Linked DNA regions of Gossypium arboreum: region 2 is linked to region 1. A link is a contact called in public Hi-C data. All regions are on one chromosome and are shown on one strand. Each heading gives the region's core, a stretch centred on a gene start, on an enhancer-like site or on the middle of the called end of the contact. The rest is flanking DNA. Distances are from core to core; before and after follow the strand shown. Region 1 holds the start of LOC108470269 (RING-H2 finger protein ATL13). Region 2 has its middle 82 kb from the start of LOC128279413.

Region 1 (4,851 bases), core at 1,080-3,579:
AGAGTCTATCTCAGAAATAGTATCCTTGGCATCATCGGTAACATTCTTCACCTTCGAATTACAGTCATCTGCAGCAGCATTCTGACGCACCGGATATCGGAATGAGAAGGCCCTCCTCGACGAATCCTCTGTAAAATTCTGCTTCTCCTTCTTCCCCCGAAGCCAGATTTTGGATATTGAGAAGCTTTCTTTCTTGTTCTTACCGATGGCTTTGCCATTATTGTCACTGGTGCTAGAACTCCCATTGGTTTCAAACTGCCTCGTGATCTCAAAACCATTGAACCCTCTTCTTGATTCACAATCACATTCAGAAATTGCTGGGCGGTGACCAGGAGTCAATGGCAAACAAGTCTTCTTCTTGCTCGACGGTTTCTTCGCTGGAGTTCTTATCGGCACTTGCAATAAAGAATTCTCATCCATTACATAAGCGAAGGAACCCATAGAGAAACACCTTCTATCATCCACGTTATTGTTACTGCTACCTTCACCGCCATCAACGTTCCTAAACTTTCCCAGCCTAACAGGCACAACTTTTTCCCCAGACTGCACTACTGTTGGCTTGACTTCATCTTTTTCCAGGATTTCACATGATTTACGCTGGGATGACCCCAATTCAGTGTCTCCAGAAAGGCCTAGGTGGGAACTTGATCTCACAAGTGAACTGCTTCTGCCCACAACTCCTTCTCTATCGGTTACAATCTCTCTTGAGCTCTCACTCCCAGATTCAAGAACAAGAACAATGGGGGAGCAGCTATCATTTGGAGAGAAATCAGGGAGTAAGCTAGCTCTACAGAGAGGGCATGTGGAATGAGACAAAAGCCAAGTGTCAATACACTCCATGTGGAAGGCATGGCTGCATTTTGGTAGCAATCTAAGCTTGTCTTCAGGCTCGAATTCACACAAGCAAACAGCACAATCAAATGGGTTTTTTACTCCTATGATGGCTTTGTAGTGGAATACAGGGAGAGTATCTATAAAAGATTGGTCGACACCAGCATCATGGAGATGGAATAGTTGTTGCAACTGCCCTTGAAGAGCAGTCACATTGTCTATATCTTCAGGCTCTCTATTGGGAGGTCTCATAAGAAATCTAACTAAAAGGTGAAGCAAACCAGAAACAAAGAAAATGATAGCTAGGATTATAATGATGAGTAATATACTTGGACTAACCTTGTTGTTCAAATTGAAGCTATCAGACTGCAAATTTTGTGGTGGAGGAAGTAACGGTATTGGTGATTGAGGGAGGTAATATGGCTGCTCTGATGGAGAAAGCAAGCTCCTTTTCTCTATTTCATGGAAAATCCACTCCATTGTTGTTTCTGGAGATAGATGGACACAACTTACAAAGACTGAAACTTTAGACTTGAATCATATGCTACCATGGATCCACCTGGGAGTACCAAAAATATCATCCCCACCGTAGTATCATGGGAGTTTGTGGGATTTGGGTAACATTGGCTCCAATTTACTTCATTATAAGCTAGAAGTCAAAAGAAAGAGCCGCTTCGCTACGAGAGAGAGAGAGAGAGAGAGAGAGGGAGAAGACTTGAATATGATATTAAAGGAAAGGGTAGATATAAATTTGTGTCACTGCCAGAAGGTGAATTTCAAAAAAGAGGAACCAATAATAAATCTACCCAACACAACGCTGCAGAAAAATAAATGAGATGAGATCTCATTGCGTAAATTCTGCAGAGTCAATCACTTCCTTGCTGGATAATGAAAATAAAAAAATTCACATTGCATCTGCTTAAATACTCTTAATAAGGCGACTTTTTATTCACGATTTCATCAATTACAAGGCTCTTCTTCAGGGTTGACTTAAATGGGAACCCTTTGATGCATCAAACCCCATGCTATGCATGCCCCTTTAATTCCTTAAAAGCTTTTCCAAAAATAAAAAGCAAATACTAACCAGTGTCCCCAAAATATTTTAAAGAGAAATTATAATAATCATTTTAAAAAGCATTGGTTAGCAAAATATGTTTAAGAACAAAACAATAATTAATTTGCGTATTTCCGTTTGGCTTAGGATGGTGGGTTTAGAAATTGGATTATCTTGTAGCATTATTTTAGTAGAGCGGAGGATTGTTTCTATCTTTCTGGTCCCATTCTTTGACAGTGCCTTCTATTCCACCGCTTCGAATCGGATAGTTTGGTACCTGATTTATTTATTCATTTATTTATTAATTGGGAGGGGCCAAATGCTACCTGATTCACAGCACCCCTCTCCTCTCTTCTGGTAAAGACAAAAAGCAAAAGACAAGACAAGTGAAGTTTCCAAAGTCTTACCGAAGAGAGAGGCATTTGGAAACAGGGGAAGGGCAAGCATATTATACTGATTTACTGGGAAAAAAGAAAAACAAGGTCATGTTGTGGACTTCCAAATTTTCCCTAACCTTTTCTCATGGATTCTGGTACTTGCTTTTAGGTGCAGTCCAAAAAGTGAAACACCGACACCCATTTTGGGAGAAAGAAAGTCTCCACTTTTGTTGCCTTTCACTGTTATGCAATCATCTTCTGCATTTCGTAGTACTTGAAAAGGGAAAATGTAGAGGAAAAGGAATACAAATAAACTAGTTAATAAGTATAGTAATTAATTTAACAATATTTACACCTCAATGTTCCATCTACTTTCCTTATCCACGTTTTACTTCACCCACTAAACAACTGCTCTCTCAGGCCTCACCTCACAAGAGCTATATTGGGCAGGGGACTGTCCCAACTCCTAAAATATCCGAAATTTGAAAGGGTTCATATAATTATTTTTAGAAAAAACTGATTTTTTTTTTTGAAATTCAAACCCTATTATTTATATAATATCCTATTTTCAAACTATAATCACTTTCTAAATATAGAGCTTGAGGTATGAACGTAACAAAATGTTATTACATTGTAACTTAACTTTTTTTTTTTCAAGTTATTGTTTGAATTTGACAATCATTTTCTTATTGGAATATTAATTTTTTTTATCTAAGTTAATCTCTAAACTTGACAATGATTCTCACATTAAAACTTAAACTTTATTAAGATTCTTCGTAAATATTTTCAAAGAAAGTTGGACAAAATAAAAATTAGACTCTAACATCAAAACAATTTACTAGTTTAGAATTAGATAATGATGTATCAAAAAAAGTTTTGCCCCAAAAATTGGACTAACCCCAATTAGTGATTGATTATACTAACTCAAAGACAAAGCTAAAAATTTATTTTTGGGGTAAAGACTAAATTATATTTTTAAGGGAGTTAAACTATAATTTTATTATTTTATTAACATATTATTTAAGAATTTTCAATAGGATTAGACTGAAAATTTACCAATATTAACATATAATTTCAAAATTTTGAAGGGATTAAAAAAACAATTTTACCATTTTAGGAAGCCAACGCCTTTTGTCTTCGCCTTGTACCTGACTGAATATCAGACACTATAAAGTTTCCAGTTTTCAAATTTTTACAATTAATAATGCCGACACCGATCACTCAAGGCATCAAAATCTGTTCAATTTGGTTTCGATTAAAACAAGTACTTGGTGATGGAAGATGGAAGCAGCCAAAGAAATATGGTTGGTTGAAAAGTGAGCTCGCTCTCTTGGTCATAAAAACACGAATATTTGTCACTTTTTTGCTTGAAGCATATATAATAATATGCCATCAAACATGTTGAGCATCCCATCCTCGACTAAGCAGCTTCATGAATTTCAAAATCAGACAAAGAGTGACAGCAACATTGAGAAAGATGAAAAATAAGGAAACCATTAAACCCCCCAAGTTTCCAAGGTTAATATTTTAATCAATGGTCCCAGAGCGATTAATTGTCACGTACTTTTTTTTGCAATTAAAGAAGTCGGTATAAACTAATTAAATTCAACTTAGATTTATTTATCGTGCACATTGTCAACAACTAAATGCTGTTTCTTCTATATGGTCAATATTAAGATTTATTCAATGCCTAACTTCTTCTGAGTTGGTGATAATTTGTTGAGATAATATGGCTAATTTTCGTAAGTAGGTGACTAACTTGGATATTAACTTAATTGGATTAGAGAACATATGAGGGTTTTTCCTTTTACCTTTTTGCAAAATTTTCTTTTGCAATTCAGACCCTCACTTTTGCAACTTTGATTTGAACCCAAATAACGAAAAGTGATAACCTTCGTGTTTATTTTTTTCTGGTCTCATTAGTGCAGATAAAGTACAAATACTAAGCTAGTATGAGTCAACAAGGATTCGGAGACTTAATTAGCATATGTTGTTCAAGGGAAAAGGTCAAATACTGATACCGAGCTTAACGCTTTTTTTCTAATAAGCCTGACTTACGTAGACTCTATTTGGACTGATCGCGATAATAAATTAGTAATTACGATGAGAAAAATTGTATGAATGTTCAAGCCATATTGGAAAAATGTTGGATCCTAAGGAAGCCACAAGAATTTCATTGTCATGGATACAAGTCATATTATAGGCTATTATGCCATATTAGTCATCAACGACTAGAAATGAATAATGTTAACTGGTGCGTTGTTAACTTCTATTAACGATTTTGTCGTATCAGAAATACTTCAAAGCTGCAAATATGTTAGATCCATCAAATAAGACAGATAAAATGAATTGGTTCGGGCTCGAGAAATCGATTCACCATGACCTTGAGCAAAACAACTCATAGTGGACAAAATAAAATGTGAGTCATCACTAACTCGAAAAACCTACCTGAAGTTCAAATAAGACCTGAGATATCAAGTCACCACAAATTCAAAGAAACTAAGTCATTATCGGCTCAATAAAATATGAGACCTCCCTGACACAAGCCTGCAAGAGGGCCCAATGGTTGAAGACAAGTTTGTTTTTACT
Region 2 (4,851 bases), core at 874-3,373, 270 kb before region 1:
GTATTATTTAGGTAGATATATTTTTTAAAATTTATTTTTAATTTGTTGAGAAATATTTATTTTGATATTTTTAGTATTTTTGATGTATTGTATATTTTTTAAAATTATATAAAAAATAATACAAAATTTAATATGAGTGGACTGAATCGGACCCAGATTTTAGCATTTTTATCTGGGTCGAGCTTGAACAAAATTTTAGACTATTTTTTAGACCGAATTAAGCCCGAACCTAATAAACGGGTCTAAATTTTTAGTTGAGCACTGCCCAGCCATGCTCACCTTTTTTTTGTATTTGTTGATTCCAACATAAATAATTTATAGTAGTGGTACAAAGGTTGAAATCACGTGATATCCTCAACATTGAAGGTAATAATTATTTTGTAGGGGAAATTCATCCAAATTACATGGCAGAGGAAAAAGTTAATGAAACTTTGAATTAGCATAAATAACGCGTAGTTGTGAAAACAGAAAAAAGAGTCGTAATGGGTGGGTAATAGGCCAAGTCCAAGGTGATAGACCTTTGAAATTGGTGGTGGACCCCTTTCACCCCAGCTGCATCTCTTTGAATTTTCAAATTATGTCCTACCCTTATATTTTATAATTTTGCATATATCGGGATTAAAAATAAAATAGTAATATTAATAATTTAATTACATTCTTATATGGTGTTTAAAAGATAAATGAGTTAACCTAACAACCTTATCTCAACCTCTTTTGAACGTTATTTATTTGAATACAAAAGCAGAGGATGCCAAGTTTCCAAAGAATCTTTGATCCTTCACGACAAGCTGGAAAGTTTGACGGGCTCTTCTGTCATTGGTTTTGTTTTGTTTTGTTTCTCATGCTTTTCCTATGTAAATACGCGACTAAAGTTTTTTTAAAATAATCGAACCTTTAAGGATATTATGATCTAGTACGAAAATGACCTGAGCCCACCCAAGATTTTTCATGAGAAAAGGATTAGAGAGAGATGTTATAGTATTTTGGTTGGTTAAGTCCTTTGCCCACGTTTTCGGCTGGTTTTCAAAGAGTTGTGAAGAGAATGAGTCTTTCTTTCACATCAACTTTGCTTTTCTTAATTCTATTTAGACTTTGTTTCCAATATACTCACAATAACATTTTTTTATTATTAATTTCACTCGTCGAAATTCCACCTATTAATATAGCATAATATTCTTTTTTTCTTTTTAATTTTGTTTGAAATATTGAGTTTTATGTCTTTTCCTAGGAAGCTGCCTACTGCTCGAACAATGTCAAACTCTTACCAATTGTTTGAATCTTAGGAAACATGATGAAAAATTAAAAATACAAAGGAAACACTGTTTTCTTATATCTCAAGTATTTCGATAATTGAATCCGAAACGAATATTGAGAGTTTAATACATATAAATCTATTAAAACAGTTGAGATCATTTTTCTTTCCATTTCACCCTTATGGTGAATAAAATGCTTTGGAATGACCGAATTTTAAATGTTTGGCGCATCCAGGTAGCAAAGTAGACGAACCTTTTCTCTTTTGAGGTTTGGTATTGAATCAACTACTTTATTTTCGGCACCAATCATTTGAAGTTAGCTTGATAATCGAATACCCTGAATGGAGTCTCATCAATGTCCGAAATTACATCCATTTAAAGTTGGAAGAAAAAGGTAAAGCCTCTTCTCCCCTCCCCTAAATGCAGATGTCATTTTATAGTGAACAATGTTGGGGTTACACCCATCCTTATGCTTACTTGAATCGGACTCTCATATAAAGTGATGGATGTTACTTAAAATTAGACTTGTTCTAATTGCTGGTCATATTGGCATGCATTCAATGAAAGGCCCAAAGATCCAATTCCATCGACTGACCCAAGAGACCAGTTAAATCAATTCAACCTTCTTTTTTTTTTTAACTGCAAAAGCTCAAGTGGTCCAGATGAGTTAAAAAGTTATACATTCATGTAACGTAACTTCAGCATTCGGCTGATTTATCCCATGGACCGTCCTATCAGATCTTCATGTTTTATTTTGAATTAAAACTGTGTCAAATTGGACAAAATCGCCATTTCAACCAGATAAAGTAGTAACAAATTGCAGAGTCAGCACAGCATCTTGATCCATCGCCGCCTACTCCTGCCCTGCCCTACTGCCTAACACTATACACCTTTTTCTTGTGAATCAGTTAGTGCTTTGTCTGAAAACACATTAAAGTCTTAACAATTAAAACAAGGACAAAACTCAAAGCACACCACTTGTTTACTTCACATTGACAAATTACTCTACTAATTAAATAGCTTATTAACAATGCAAAGTAATTGGTGGGTCCAAAGAGAGTGTTAATGAGCTATTTAATGAAAGTGAATTTGCAGTCTTAATAAGCTATTTAATTAATAGACTAATTTGTCAATGTGCAAATAAACAAGTGGTTTGTTTTTGAGTTTTGTCTTTTTTAAAAAAAATAGAAATAAATAAACCTTGCTCAGCAGCCCAAGTTTTTAGACCACATTTTTCCAGGCCCACCTTTGTTGGTAAGAGAGGTTTGAGCCATTATTGGATCAAATTGCCTTGACCCACCAGCCTGAATCATTTTATATATTTATTAACTGCACGTCGTTGCCTTACTAGCTTGCAAGCCTATTTTACTCGTTCATATAATGCCCAATGGGCTTCATACAAGTAATACACACAAAATTTTGGAATCAAACACCTAATTTGTATTGCTTTTTATATGCATTGTGTCAACCGCGATACATTTCTCATACGAAATGGAGTTTTAAATTTACTTTTGTTAAAAAAAACTAGATTATTTTTTCAGAGAATTTTAGTTAAGTTTATTTATTTATTTATTATCTTTTAAGTAGTCTCAACTACATAACTAATCATATCTAAAAGAAAAATAATTTAGACAACCTTTTTGTGTCAAGCAAACAAGTTAAACAAATACAATTATTTGCATCATTTTATATATTTTTAGTTTAAGGTACAAAAGCTCATAACTTTTTGAAAAAACAATTAAGTTTTTCTTTTTCATTTAATTGCATCCTTTAACTCAAAAAATTACATTCAATCAATTATTTTGATCATTTAATTTTAACAATTAATTGTTAATGTAAACATTTTTTCAATCTCACCCATATAATAACTCCAAATTTCACGAATTTCGTGATTCAACTAATAATCAACTTTTCCCATGTGGCACTCCACCTAGAGTGCCAAATAAGGAGATGACTTGAGAAGTTTATTTATTTATTTATTTAAAAGCTAACGTGGTATTAAAAAATAAATAAAATCTTTAAAATGTAAGAACCCCAACGAAAAAAAATCCAACCTCTTCAATTGTAAACCCTAAATGAAATTCTCTCCATGATACTTACGTATATTTTTTAACAGATTAAAATATTTTAATCTTATAGCTCGAAATTTGTAGGTTTCATAATTTTGGTTGCCATCAATGGAAAAACGTGGATCAAACATTGTTTGTCACGAATGGAGTACGTATACTATGGTAAAGTTATGTGTTACTATAAGAAGTTAGCACAAAAATACACATCTTGGAGTAATTTAATCCAAGATAGAAAGTTTTATGAGTGTTCAGATTTTCGGGTAAGTGATAAAGTTCTTTCTAATTTGATTGTTGATTGTTTGTTAAGTAAAATTAGGGTTTAATAATATTTGGGTATTTGTAATTATTATGTTAGTAAAGTTTGGTGTACTCTTCTTTAATGGGGGAAGTGCTTAGGACTTGTGCTTTATTTGGAATATTTTATAAATATATTGTAATAAGGAAATTTAATAGTAAGTTTATATTTGAATTTTTTTATATTATATTGAGATTACACTGGGAATTTTTTTTGAATTTATACTAAGTTTTGGTTTATTTTAAGATGGGGAATGTGGGTTTTTCTAGTAATATGATGATTGGATGTGTAATCATGATATTAAATTACTACGATTAATACGATAGTGAACAAAAGCTACCAAAGGAGAATATGAGACTAAGGAGGCAATTCGGGAATTATATGAGTGATGATGGTAATAATGGTGTGAAAGAACGGTATGAAACTAAACTGACAAAAACTAAATGAAAGAAACAAAATTAATTTTGGATAAACTGTGATTACTATTGCTTGACTTGAATGAACATGAAGGTAATGTATTTATACAAATACACACTGAAGGAACTGCTATGTAATTGTTAACAAAAATAGTTATAGCAAAACTAACAATTTATAACCTCTAACATTTACCCAACTACTCTAATGTTGAAACTCGAATAAGCTGTCGAAGTCAACAAAAATGAGAGGCAGATAACGGTTTGGTGAGAACATTTGCAACTTGATCACATGCAAGGACCTCTCAAACCATGAGAGAGCCATTCGCAACCTTTTCACGAACAAAACACAAGTCGAGCTCAACATGTTTAAATTTCGAATGAAGGACAAAATTTGTCACAACTGTTACAACATTAGAGTTATCACACCGTATATTGGCGTATCAACAGACTCACATCGATTCCTGTAATAAAGACTCTAACCAAGTAACGACAGTAGTCACAGTAGCTAACCCTCGATATTCGACTTCAGTAGTGGATTGATACACAACTTGTTGTTTCTTGGAGCACCATGAGATGAGATTACCCCAAATACACACTATTTATCAAAGTCTAACCCCCAATTCGCATCTGTGTAGCCAACTAGAGATAGCCTTTTGGATGGTCGTATAAGTAAGCCATAGTTAACAGTGGCACAGAGATAGCGCAAAGTGCATTTGAGGGCTACAAAGTGGACATCGGTCGGAGCATGCATAAATTAATAGATACTTCGGTTAAAAGCATATGCGATGTCAGATCAGGTGAGAACAACTTATTGTAAG

What was found. Hi-C and Micro-C count contacts between places; a contact is called where the count stands out from the background.
Region 2: a Hi-C map of leaf shows a contact between it and region 1, with 3 times the contacts expected there. The contact joins the enhancer-like site here to the promoter of LOC108470269 in region 1. A contact is called at or near these places in 3 of 5 Hi-C or Micro-C datasets (all in leaf).

The regions. Positions count from the first base shown.
Region 1 is chr8:101,221,612-101,226,462 of ASM2569848v2, reverse strand. It overlaps LOC108470269 (RING-H2 finger protein ATL13), which reads right to left and starts at 2,329. Exons shown (of 1, transcript XM_017771566.2): 1 at 1-2,329. The coding sequence starts at 1,311.
Region 2 is chr8:101,492,608-101,497,458 of ASM2569848v2, reverse strand. No RefSeq gene overlaps it. Among protein-coding and RNA genes, the nearest start is that of LOC128279413, 82 kb to the right of the region's middle. Within about 2 kb of position 2,123, at least 2 of the 2 cell types and tissues checked have an H3K27ac peak or open chromatin away from gene starts, as enhancers often do. A contact at or near this core is called in leaf, where this site is marked.